3 separate regions of the Pan troglodytes genome follow, and regions 1 and 3 are each linked to region 2. The links are chromatin contacts, called in public Hi-C maps. All regions are on one chromosome and are shown on one strand. Each heading gives the region's core, a stretch centred on a gene start, on an enhancer-like site or on the middle of the called end of the contact. The rest is flanking DNA. Distances are from core to core; before and after follow the strand shown. Region 1 overlaps SLC22A23 (solute carrier family 22 member 23). Region 2 has its middle 29 kb from the start of PRP4K. Region 3 holds the start of SLC22A23 (solute carrier family 22 member 23).

Region 1 (3,732 bases), core at 961-3,460, 710 kb before region 2:
TTTGTTTTTTTTTCTCTCTTGAAATCTCAGATTAGAGAAAGAGATTGTTACATCCTTGGTTTTAAGGTGTTGGGTTCCTTTCCTGCCCCTGAAATGTGGGCTCTGCCAGTGCCTTTTCTGCTTTTCTCTGGGTTGTCACTAGAGGGCAGCATACGCCCGTGTTTAGAAGTCAGAGCTGCTTGATTTACGGACAGAGAACCGAGGGCACACACTGCCTCCTTGTGCTTTAGGAGCACAAAATTGTAATACCCACGGAATATCTTTATTTTACTAGCAATAGGATCTCAATAAGGTAGGAAAACTGATATGCAGGCCGACTTCTTACTAGAAATGGCAAACTTCATTGAATTAAGGATTCCAGAATCAAATTGCTGTTAGCCATGTGAACGTTACCATCTCACATTGAAACACCGGAGGCGAGCCTCCTGTTCTAGCTCCTCTTTTACATTACTTAATGTGACTTGACTAAATTTCCGTGAAGTTGAGGATAAGCAAATATTTGTACCATTTTTTATAGAAATAAATACAACTGCTGAAGATGCCCAGCGAAGAAGAAGAATATGAACTGTCCTGTGCTGAGGCCAGGCCCTTTGCACATGGTCTCCATTCTCCACCCCCGCCTAACAAGGTGCCTGTAGTCAGTTTTGTTTTAAGACAAGGACACTAAAGCCGGCCGAGGGCCCCGCCCAAGGCCACACAGGGAGGCGGCCTCAGGATCATGGGCAGCTCCGTCTGGCTCCTTCCCAGGCTCCGGGCCATATCCTCAGCACCGTCCCCTCATCCTGCCCCGCTCCTCAGCGCTCGCACGCCACAGGCGCTGCCGGCACGGGATGCATGCTGGCTTCCTGTCTGCTACTCACTACTTGTTTTCAAATGTCAGACATTTTTAAGACACAACTTTTTTTTTTTTTTTTTTTGAGATGGAGTCTCGCTCTGTCACCCAGGCTGGAGTGCAGTGGCGCGATCTCGGCTCACTGCAAGCTCCGCCTCCTGGGTTCACGCCATTCTCCTGCCTCAGCCTCCTGAGTAGCTGGGACTACAGGCACCCGCCACCACGCCCAGCTAATTTTTTTTTGTATTTTTAGTAGAGACAGGGTTTCATCGTGTTAGCCAGGATTGTCTTGATCTCCTGACCTCGTGATCTGCCCGCCTCAGCCTCCCAAAGTGCTGGGATTACAGGCGTGAGCCACTGTGCCCGGCCTTTAAGATACAACTTTTTAAAGTTGAACAGATTCTGATACTCCCTTAACCCCAGGTCATCCTGGCCCTCGGTGCCTATTCTTGAGGCAGCATTAGAGCGGAAGACAGATGTCAGGGAGTCGTCAGTCAGGGAGGGTCTCAGGGAGGCCCGTCCGACTTATGACCTAGAAAGGGCCAGGGCTGCCGGAGTGGGCAGGGCAGGAGAAAACAGGCAGGTGTCATGATCACCAGCGCCTGCCTCCTCTCTCACCTGGACCCCTCCGTGAGGGCAAAGGAAGCCTCGGAGTCCACCTGGAGCATCCAGATGGACAGTGGATAGAAAAGATCCGCCCCAGCACAGCCAGCAGCTGCTTCCAGATCCACCCAGGACCCCAGGCCACTTCTGCCCATGTCAAGCTGGGAGATGGGCATAGTCAGATAGACTTGCAAAGTCACCCAACTCCCAATGTCTTACAGATGAATCAGAGCTGTGCACTGGCTGATGAGAACCACCACCTGGCCTGGGCCTGAGTGGGTAGCTGGTTCTGTCAACGTGAGGTCTGAACAGAATCTCATGAAACAATATTTAGTTAACTTGGCCTCTATCATCCTTGGGGCAATAGATTTCTGCAGGCCTTTGTTGCTTTTTGTGGTAGAACAAGTATGAAAAGTATAAAAGCATTTTTTGAACTTTTTGCAGAAAATTTCATATCCTCATATTTGCTTCCAGGCAGTCCATCCTGGCCCCTTACCCTTTGCTGCCAGAAGGCTTGTCTGTAATAGTGTCACAGGGAAAGGCTAGTTCTGTGCTAAGAAAGATGGAGCTCATGGGCCCCAGGCTGCCCATCGTGGCTTATCTTGGATTTCTCTCTGTGAAGTGGGGGGATGGTAGGGGAGTCTACTTCCATCCTAGGGCCTCCATGGGAATTGTTCCTCAGTCATTTGCAAGAAAGAGCTGTGGCCTCCCGATGGCACGGGTGAAAAGGGCTCCCAGCGAGAAGGGGGATTTGTCAGGAACGCTAGACATTCTCCCAGCCTGGCCCAGGGACCCCCTTTGGACTTAATTTCCTTTCATCCTCTGCAGGCACAAAAGCATCACCAAGGGTCACATATTTTTTCCAGTTTGTCATCTTGGCAAGCTGAATCTGAGAACATGTTTGTTGAATTTCTATCCTCAAATCTTTCCAGGTTTGCGTCAAAGAGGAAAAGCTTACAGCATTTCCTTCCGTCTAGCTTGCTTAAGCCAAATCTAACAGAGAATAATGATGCCTACCAACTGCCAGAGTTAAGGGGTACCCGCTAGCCACCCCCTCCCCCAACAAAATATGCATAATCATGATGCAAAGGCTGCAGGAGGCCAGCTGGAAACCCAGAAGGTCTGACTGTGGATTCTGGTCTGTTGAAAGACTTGGCTTTGCTGTTTTGTTTGATAAAGGAGAGAAATTTCACTTTCCGTCCTTTAGACAGGGAGTGAGCCTGCGGTCGGCCTGAGGTATCCTGCAACTGCAAGCACTAAATAAGCTCCTGACTCATCTCTCCCCTGTGGCTGATGCAGAAGGTAGGGACAGGATGAGTTCCTTGTGCTTAATCATACAATGCCTTGGCATTTCTGTCCAGGTGCCCAGTAGCTGTCAGGCTGGGCCTGTAGGATATGATCCAAGAGAATGAATCAAAAAGTGTGGACGTGAAGATGCTGTTGTTAGCATGGCTACTGGAAATGTGGAAAGTAAGAAAGTCCACGGACCTGCCTACTTGCTCCCAAAGCCTTCCCCAGCTTAGCCTCCACATAGTCTGCCTTGGACTGGAGTGGCCGCTACTGGATTTTCCCAAGGGTGTCATTATGCAGACACCTGGGTTTTGACTCACGGCTGAACTACTGCCATTACTCTCAAGTTCTGTTTTATGAAGGCACGTGCATGAGAAATGCTGATGATACTCCTTTAAGAAGTTCAGTGTGGTATAACTCAAGATAAGCTCCTCAGTAAGTCACAGTGTAGGAAACTGACGGCAGCTGAGTGATGCCCTTGTAGTGGAGGCGTGCCTGTTTATTAACCTATAAGCATGGCAACAGTAAATGGCGTGTAGCACCCATGAACCACAACCCAGTGGCAGAGACGGCACCAGGAAGGGGTCAGCCTCACTTTCCGAACTAAGACAAAAGTGGCTGAGCACAAGTTAGTCACAAGTTAGTCACACCTTTTAGGGAGGTATGAAATGGCCGCAGACTCCACGAGGGCGGGACTGTGCTGCTGTGTTTTCTGGGCCTAGTGTCTGGCGCGCAGTGGGCTCTCCATCCATGTTTCTTACATGAGTCAGTGATCTCACTTGCTGCGCTCTCTTTGGATTCATGACATCAACTTCTCAGGTCAGTATGAAATAAGGCTCTTTGGGCCTGGCACGGTGGTTCACGCCTGTAATCCTAGCACTTTGGGAGGCCAAGGTGGGGGGATCACCTGAGGTCAGGAGTTAGAGACCAGCCTGGCCAACCAGGTGAAACCACGTCTCCTAAAAATGTAAAAATTAGCCGGGCGTGGTGGCGCACACCTATAATCC
Region 2 (4,107 bases), core at 81-2,580:
AAAGCCAGTGAATGCTAAGCTTTGGAAGAATTATCTCAGGGAAGAGAAGACATAAATTATCAAATTCTTACAAGTCTTTTGATGTGTAAGCCTTCTCTTGTGTTAAATCTGTAATTTCCCTTGGGGCATACAGGGATTTAACTCTAGCTACTGGTCTATATACAGTGGAAGTGGTTGGGGATGTATAGAGGAATATTTACTTGCTCTTGCAATGTAACTTCCTCATGTAAAAAAGTGTATTAGGGCCAGGCGCAGTGGCTCACTCCTGTAATCCCAGCACTTTGGGAGGCCAAGGAGGGCGAATCATAAGATCAGGAGTTCAAGACCAGCCTGGCCAACATGGTGAAACCCCATCTCTACTAAAAATACAAAAAATTAGCTGGCGGTAGTGGCAGGCGCCTGTAATCCCAGCTACTCGGGAGGCTGAGGCAGGAGAATTGCTTGAACCAGGGAGGCAGAGGTTGCAGTGAGACAAGATCGTGCCACTGCACTCCAGAGCCCAGCTGACAGAGTGAGACTCCATCTCAAAAAAAAAAAAAGTGTATCAATTTCTTATAGCTGCCATAACCAAGTGGCTTAAACAACAGAAATGTATTGTTTCACAGTTCTGAGGGCTGGGAATCAAAGATCAAGGTGTTGGGGCAGGGTGGGCTCTTTCTGGGGGCTGTGAGGCAAGGATCCGTTTCAGGCCTCTGTCCTTGGCTTGTAGAAAGCCATTTTCTTCCTGTGTCCCTGTACATTTACGCATATCTCCATGTACAAGTTTCTCCTTTTTTTTTTTTTTTTTTTTTTGAGACGGAGTCCCGTTCTGTCACCAGGCTGGAGTGCAGTGGCGCTATCTTGGCTCACTGCAAGCTCTGACTCCCTGGTTCAAGCGATTCTCCTGCCTCAGCATCCCGAGTAGCTGGGACTACAGGCATGCGCCACCACGCCCAGCTAATTTTTGTATTTTTAGTAGAGACAGGGTTTCACCATGTTGGCCAGGATGGTCTTATCTCCTGACCTCATGATCCGCCTGCCTGTGCCTCCCAAAGTGCTGGGATTGCAGACGTGAGCCACCGCGCCTGGACAGTTTCTCCTTTGTATAAGCACAGCAGTCATACCGGATTAGGGCCCATCCATAACCGTCACCAAACAGAGGGTTAGTTGCTTGCTGCCTGCGTAGTCCAATTAACAAGAGCGAGGTCTGGCATAAAGAAAGTGGTTTCTTCCGAAGCTAGCTTGGGGAAGAGTCGTGAACGTTAGTCCTGCCTTTTACATGTGCCGTTTTGCTCCCAGAGCAGAAAGTGGGCACTTATCTAAGGCCGGGGAAGGAGTGAGCAAGGGCGAGGGGTCCCCCTGCTGGCCCAGTGCCTTAACTACTGGGTAGCTGAGTTGGTGCCTTCCCGGGCAGAAGTTATAAAAGTGGCCAAGTGGGCGTGCTTTTGACATGCCCTCCTGGTGGGTGGGAGTTCCAAGGCAACCCCTCCTAGAGGGTGAAGGTTCTGAGGCAGGCATGCTTTGGGGGCATAAGCCGGGGGAAAGGGGAGAGGAGAAAAGAGGAGAAAATAATTAAAAAATAAACTGAAAAATGAGAGTACTCAGTTACATAATGAACTCATTTTAACTTGATTCCCTCTTTACAGACCTTATCCCTAAATAAGGCTATATTCTGTAAACCAAAAATAAAATCCTAAGATCCCTCAGCCATCTGAATGGACTCCTCCTCTCTGCCAGAGCATTCCAAAGTTAACCTGAAAAACTGGTTCAGGCCATGACGGAAATGGGGGGGTCAGACATGGCTCGTTATACCATCCCCACTTACGGAATTCAGAAAGAGCCAACCAGCATTTAACATCAACACAGACCTTATGTCTAATAAGAAACATTTAGTCTATTCTCTCTGAGGCATGCTATCTGGAGGCTTCATTTGCATAATTTAAAAGTTGGTCTCCACAACCCCTATGGAAACCCAGACATTCTATTGATAACTCTTTTAACCAATTGCCTATCACAAAATTTTAAAATCTACCTATGACCTGGAACTGCCCCTCACCCTCCATCTTTGAGTTGTGCCACCTTTCCAGACCAAATCAATGTATATCTTACATGTATTTGATTGATGTCTCATGTCTCCCTAAAATGTATAAAACTAGGCTATTCCCCAACCACCTTGGGCACATGTTCTCAGGATCTCGTGAGGGCTGTGTCACGGGCATTGGTCACTCATATTTGGCTCAGAATAAATCTCTTCAAATATTTTACAGAGTTTGACTCTTTTCATCAACAATTCTGAGGTGCTGGGGGTCAAGACTCCAACATATGAAATTCGTGAAGCAGGGGACACAATTCAACCCATAACAAGGAGTTACATGTTTTTAAAAGAGAGGTAAAGCACAAGAAAACATATTTGGTCTTTGTGCCAGTTCCAGGTACATGGCTTCTAAAACCCTTGGAATCTCCCGTGTGATAAGATTATCTTCTGTATGATAATGAGCTGACTGGTGCCTGGGGTTGCCTGGATGGCCTCAGGATGAGGGTGGATTGATAAAAGACCTAGGCATCTTTAGAGGCTGGAACTTCTAGCCCCACTCCCAATCTCTTGGGACGGAAGGTTGAGTTAATCACCAATGGCCAATAACTTAATCGATCCAAGTCCACACAATAACTCCTCCAAAAAAACTCCTAAAGAACAGGGTTTGGAGAACTTCCGGGTTGAAAACATGGAGGTACTGAGGGCTGGTGCACCCACAGAGGGCGTAAAAGCTCTCTGCCCCTCTCCCTATACCTTCTCTTCTGCATTTTTTCCATTTGGCAGTTCCTCAGCAGTATCTTTTTTTTTTTTTTTTTTTTTTTTGAGACAGGGTCCTACTCTGTTGCCCAGGCTGGAGTGCAGTGATAACATCATAGCTCACTGGAGACGCAAACTCCTGGGCTCAAGTAATCCTCCTGTTAGCAGTGGCAAATCCACGATTTGCAGCAACCTCAATTCTTGCCTCCTCAGAAGAAAGAATTCGTTCGACTGAAGAGCATAAGGCAGAGAGAGAGATGGAGGTAAGTTTTAGAGCAGGCGTGAAAGTTTATTAAAAAGTTTTAAAGCAGGAATGAAAGAATGTAAGGTACACTTGGAAGATAGCCAAGCAGGAGTCTTAAGGAGTTCAAGTGCCCAGTTTGACCTCTGACTTGGGGTTTCATATGCTGGTATTCTGCATGTGCGGTGGCCTGCCAGCACTTAGGAGGGGGCCAATGCACAGTGTGTTTACTGAAGTTGAACAAATGCACATTGAGGCGTTCTTTCCTACAAGTTGAATGTTCCTAGAGGAAGGTCATATACCCGTTAAACTCTGCCATTTTGCCTTTGAGTGCACATGCTTGAGCCCACTCACCCAACTCCTGAGATCGTATTGGGAAGCTGCTAGTCACCAGTTTCAGGTGTTTTCTATCTGTTGGGAGACTGCCTTTCCCTAGCGCTGGCTGCAACCAATTATTATTTTAAAGAGACAGTTAACAACCACCTGACCATCACCTGATGGTTGCCTAACATTCCTGGTGGTGGAAGGACCCTCTTCTGCCCTGCTCAGGTCTGACTAACTACCTGCTCTAATACTCCCACCTCAACCTCCCAAGTTACTGAGACTATAGGTGTGAGCCACCGTGCCAGGCCTGAGCTGTTATCTTTTATAATAAGATGAGAATAATCAGTGCTTTAGGGCTTTCCTGAGTTCTGTGAGGCATTCTAGCAAATTATAGAAACTGAGGGGAAGGGGCCATGGGAACCCCCAAATTTGTAGTCACCTGGGCAGAAATGTGGATCACCTGGGCACCCCATTTACAGCTGACATCTGAAGTAGGAAAGTATTGTGGGACTGAGCCTTTAACTTGTAGGGGTGGATGCTAACGCAGGCAGACAGTATCAGAATTTAATTGAATTATTGGACATCCGGTTGATGTCTAGAGAACTGGAGAAATGGCTGGTGTTAGAACGGACATCACACATTTGGTGTCAGGAGGAAAACACCCTCGGGAGGATTAAGAGGAAGGAAAGGCTTTGACAAGCAGAGGAGGCTCAAGGCATTGAGTTCAGAGTACTCCATGGAGTAAAGGAGGTCTCCGAATCCTCTGGAGTGT
Region 3 (4,025 bases), core at 1,424-3,923, 530 kb before region 2:
CATACTCACTTTGATCCATTATTCTCCCTCTGCTCTAGAAAGACACTTGAAATACTTAACAATGTTGCCAAATCCTCAGTCTGTCAGACATACACAGTGATTTAAATAGTCATTGTTCTTAATTTTTCTGTGCTGCTAAACCAACAAAGAAATATTGCCCTCCGTGAAGGGAAAACAGTCACAGAAACACCTTTAGAAAGCAGGGGGTAGGAGGTGGGTGGGATCAAGGTGAACCCAGCTAGAAGGACCTTCCCCATTACCTTGCAGGGCAGCAGGGGCAGCTCAGTCAGACAGTTCCCACAGGACAGAGCATTTCTGGCCAGGTTGGTACAAGATTAAAACAATGATTATGATGATGTAAGAGTTTATCTTACACATCCATGAGCTACAACTGTTAACCAATGCACACGGGGGGAGGAGGTTACATGCACATTGACTATTTAAAACTGTCCAATTTCATACATTTCGACAAAGCATTTAAAACTCTGCCAGAACAGCCCAGAATGGGTAGGGGGTGGGGTGGAGGAGAGTCTGTATTTACTTTAAAATGTGAATTAATTAGTTTAGACACAAGGAGCAAAACTACAAATGTCTTGATATCTCTTATAGGTTAAGAATAAAATTATAGCTGTCTAGGGGCATTGAGTGTCCACCATTGCCCACTCTGTTTAGGCCTTCACACTTGTCTCACAACTCCCTTCTGCTACATTTCACACCACGCAATACCTCTGCAAGGGAGCTTTAGCTACAGGACTCAGAGGACAAGGTGCATGTTTCAACTAAAGCACACCCCCGTTCTCATTGCCTCAGCCCAAAGCAGCTGCTGTGTAAGAGCGGTGACGGCCGGGGGACACCCAAATGACATATTCTCCGCGTCCTTCCTATACTGTAGTGATGTTTACTGAAGTGCCGAGAAAACATGGGAGGAGACACTGGGGTAGCAAAGTCTAAAGTCAGATATCTTTGGGGAGGACTCAGCATGGGCTGCGGGTTGGGGATTTGCAGGAGTCTTTGCTTCTCTGGCTCTCCAGTTCCTTAGTGGGCTTTACCTGTGTCAAAATCAAGTGCGAGATGGAAGACTATTGCTTTGTGGGAGACCCAGGGGCAACTAGCCGGGCAGAACAGGGCTGTGGTCCCGACTCCCCCAGCAGACCTTGAACGACGCCAGTCCGACTCCTCCAGAGCGGGCTGGTGACGGGTCAGCTGCCTCGCCCCAAGGGTGGGGGAAGGGCGCGCTTTCCATCCGCGTACTGGGACAGGAGTTTGGGTGCAAACTAGTAAAGGCTATGGTGCTCCCTTTACACCCAAGTAAAGGCATGTGGTTTGGGGGACGGAAGGAGATTAAGCCAATGCGGAATGCCCGTACACACACTCTAGCACCACCACTTTGGGGACTTCGGTTCTCCCGCTGGCTCGGGCTTGGACCTCGGTCTGCAGGAAGAGGGTTGGAGGGACTGGGCGGCTGCGGCCCTTACCTTGCTGACCACGTTCTGGACGAGGCCGGCGCGAATGCCGTAGTCCCATGCGTGGCAGTCACAGTTGGAGGCGTTGTCCCCCTTGTCCGGAGGGGATGGCAGGGGTGGTGTGTCGCCTCCGTCCGCGCCGCTGCTGTTGCTCCGGTTGCCCGCAGCCTCCCAGGGGGCAGTGGCGAAGGGGGTGGTGGGGAGGCTGGTCCAGTTGCCCATGTCCCCGCCCCGGCCTGTGGTGGTGACCCCTGCCAGCTCGGTGCCTTTGCCGGCCCCGCGGCACCAGAAGTTGGGCTGGTCCAGGAGGAACGAGTCCGAGAACTGGCTGAAGCCGATGAACAGCGCCGGGATCCAGGTGAGCAGCACGAGGGTCTTCTGATAGCCCCCGCCCAGGCCCCCGAGGAAGGGCAGCACCGACCCGTCATAGTCCAGCAACAAGAGGCTCGGGGCCGCAGCCGCCGAGCAGCAGCTCGGGTGCGGGCCGCCTCCAGGATGCAGTGGGGGCAGCGGCTGGATCTCCGCGCCGCCGCCGGGGCCCGCGCGTCCCCCGAGGGGCGCCGAGGCCGCCGCGTCCCCGGGCGGCAGGGAGCCGTTCTCCTCGGCCGGGGCCGGCTGCCGCCCAGGCCCGCCGCCCGCCGCCTCGCGCCGCCGGTCTATGGCCATGGCCCGGGCCCGCGGCTCCCGCAGAGGCGCATAGAGCGCGGCGGAGGCTCCGCGGGCGCCCCGGGCACAGCGCGCCGGGCCAGGCGCCTGCAGCCGCTGCCGCCGAGGAGGGCCCGCGGCTCTAGAGAGAGCGCTCGGCGGCTCCGGGTGCGTCAGGCCGCCCCCATGTCACCCGCCGGACCCCGCGCCCCGGGCGCTGCGGCCCCGCTCGGGCGCCGGGCAGAGGCGGGCAGAGGCCGGCCGGGCCCTCAGCCGCCGCGGCTCATCGGTTCCGCGGCCCGGGCGCCGGCTGCCGAGCCCGCCGCTCTCCGCTGCTCCGCGCCGGACGCGGCAGGAGGAGGAGCCGGCGCCGCGCCCGGCCCGCGCCCTTGCCGGCGGTTCAGGGCCCTGCGGGCGGCGGTGCGGGCAAAGGCTGCTGCTCCCGGGGTGGCCGCGCTGTATTTCTCCGACTTCGGGCGCCTCCCGGAAGCCGCGAGCTCTGGACCCAGCCTGCCGAGCCGGCCGCGCTCTCCAGCTCCTGGAGCCGGCCCCACTCCTCCTCCTCCTCCTTCTCCTCCTCCTCCCCCTCCTCCCTGCCCCCCGGCCCGCCCCCTCTCCCCCCGCCGAGGTGGAGGTAACCGCGGCACCTGCTGCGCTCGGCTCCTGCTCGCGAGCGCCCCCTCCAGCCCGGACGCGCGGCCGCCGCCGCCCGGGATCCACGGGAGGGGGGCGGGGGAAACGGGACACCCCGGGCCCGCTTGGCTGGAGGATCCCCTGCCCGTGCCCGTTTCGCGCCGGGCGGGGCGGGGGAGGAGGAGACGCGCGTAGCAGGGGTCGCCGGCCGGCGACGGGTCCCGGCAAAGTCGGCGTGCGCTGAGAACGTGTGGGCCGGGTCTTCTCTGAGGCTGGGCTCCCGCAGCCGCGCGGGCCCCCCCACCCACTCCGCGCGCGCCAGGTCTCCGTGACCTCTGTCTCTTCAGAGGTGCCCGGCGGTCCCGCTGCCCGCGCCCCGCTCCCAGTCCCAAGCCCGAGGGTCTTCAGCCTTCGGGAACAACCCTCTGCGCTTTTTCCAGGAGCGAATAAGGTTGATTTTTGTGTCCGTGGAGCAGGGTCAAGGAGGCGCCTTTGCCAATTTCAGGTCGCCAGTCCCCCGCAGTGTCTGGCCACCTGCGACCCGCCGCACCCACTCCCAAATCGCCATTTCTTCCCCCACTCCTAAGTGCATGCGATGTAAGCACGATGCTGGGATATATCTCCAACACAAGTTATAATACACACAGTATAAACGTGATGGCATTCCCCACCCCCTCCCTAAGATCTTGTATTCACGTTTGGAACGCCGTGTGCACAGGCGCACACATCTATACTCTCACACAAGAAGACAAACCTCTCCCTCCTCTCCTGCTCCAGCGCCAACCTTGCCCAGCCAGCGCTGTATAAATAACACCAGCCCTGCGGCAAACGGCTACATTAGCATATTTCCTCCTGCACCCAGCGCACGCACCAAAAAGAATTATCCGGCACCTTTCAACCCAGCGTCCCCACATTTTGGAGGCATTTCATATTCTGAGAAGTTTATTAATGGAAGTCTTAAATGGAGCAATCCATTTCTAGTCTTATTTGGGGCAAAAAAAAAAAAAAAAAAAGTTTAGCTTTCCAAAAGGATATATTCTAAGCTCCATATACTGAATGTATTCTTTTGCATTTTCATTATTTGCTCAGCTAACCGCTGCATAATTTAGTGGAATACATTTTTAACCTGCAGTTCAGTGTTAAGGGCAACATGTGTTTACTGCATAAAATGCTGGCACATACGTACGAGAGAACTATTTCTGAAGGCTGCCGGGGGGCGGGTCTTGGGGGACAGGGGAGGTTGTGGACCTTCCTGCGTGGCCGAGAAGGGGTGATTAGATAACA

Evidence for each region. A called contact is a pair of places that touch in the nucleus more often than the background predicts.
Region 1: a Hi-C map of stem cell-derived neural progenitor cells shows a contact between it and region 2, with 5 times the contacts expected there. The contact joins two enhancer-like sites. A contact is called at or near these places in 2 of 7 Hi-C or Micro-C datasets (blood and stem cell-derived neural progenitor cells).
Region 3: a contact with region 2 is called in a Hi-C map of stem cell-derived neural progenitor cells, with 4 times the contacts expected there. The contact joins the promoter of SLC22A23 here to the enhancer-like site in region 2. A contact is called at or near these places in 1 of 7 Hi-C or Micro-C datasets (stem cell-derived neural progenitor cells) and 1 of 1 datasets of contacts at active chromatin or transcription factors (stem cell-derived excitatory neurons).

Annotation. Positions count from the first base shown.
Region 1 is chr5:9,233,066-9,236,797 of NHGRI_mPanTro3-v2.0_pri, forward strand. All of the region lies in intron 9 of SLC22A23 (solute carrier family 22 member 23), which reads right to left. Among named protein-coding and RNA genes, the nearest start is that of PSMG4, 23 kb to the left of the region's middle. Within about 2 kb of position 2,211, at least 8 of the 24 cell types and tissues checked have an H3K27ac peak or open chromatin away from gene starts, as enhancers often do. A contact at or near this core is called in stem cell-derived neural progenitor cells, where this site is marked.
Region 2 is chr5:9,941,426-9,945,532 of NHGRI_mPanTro3-v2.0_pri, forward strand. No RefSeq gene overlaps it. Among named protein-coding and RNA genes, the nearest start is that of PRP4K, 29 kb to the right of the region's middle. Within about 2 kb of position 1,331, at least 7 of the 24 cell types and tissues checked have an H3K27ac peak or open chromatin away from gene starts, as enhancers often do. A contact at or near this core is called in stem cell-derived neural progenitor cells, where this site is marked.
Region 3 is chr5:9,406,698-9,410,722 of NHGRI_mPanTro3-v2.0_pri, forward strand. SLC22A23 (solute carrier family 22 member 23) reads right to left here and starts at 2,674. Exons shown (of 10, transcript XM_016954836.4): 1 at 1,476-2,674. The coding sequence starts at 2,129. It overlaps LOC107975034 (a long non-coding RNA gene), which reads left to right and starts at 1,737. Exons shown (of 3, transcript XR_008548405.2): 1 at 1,737-1,821.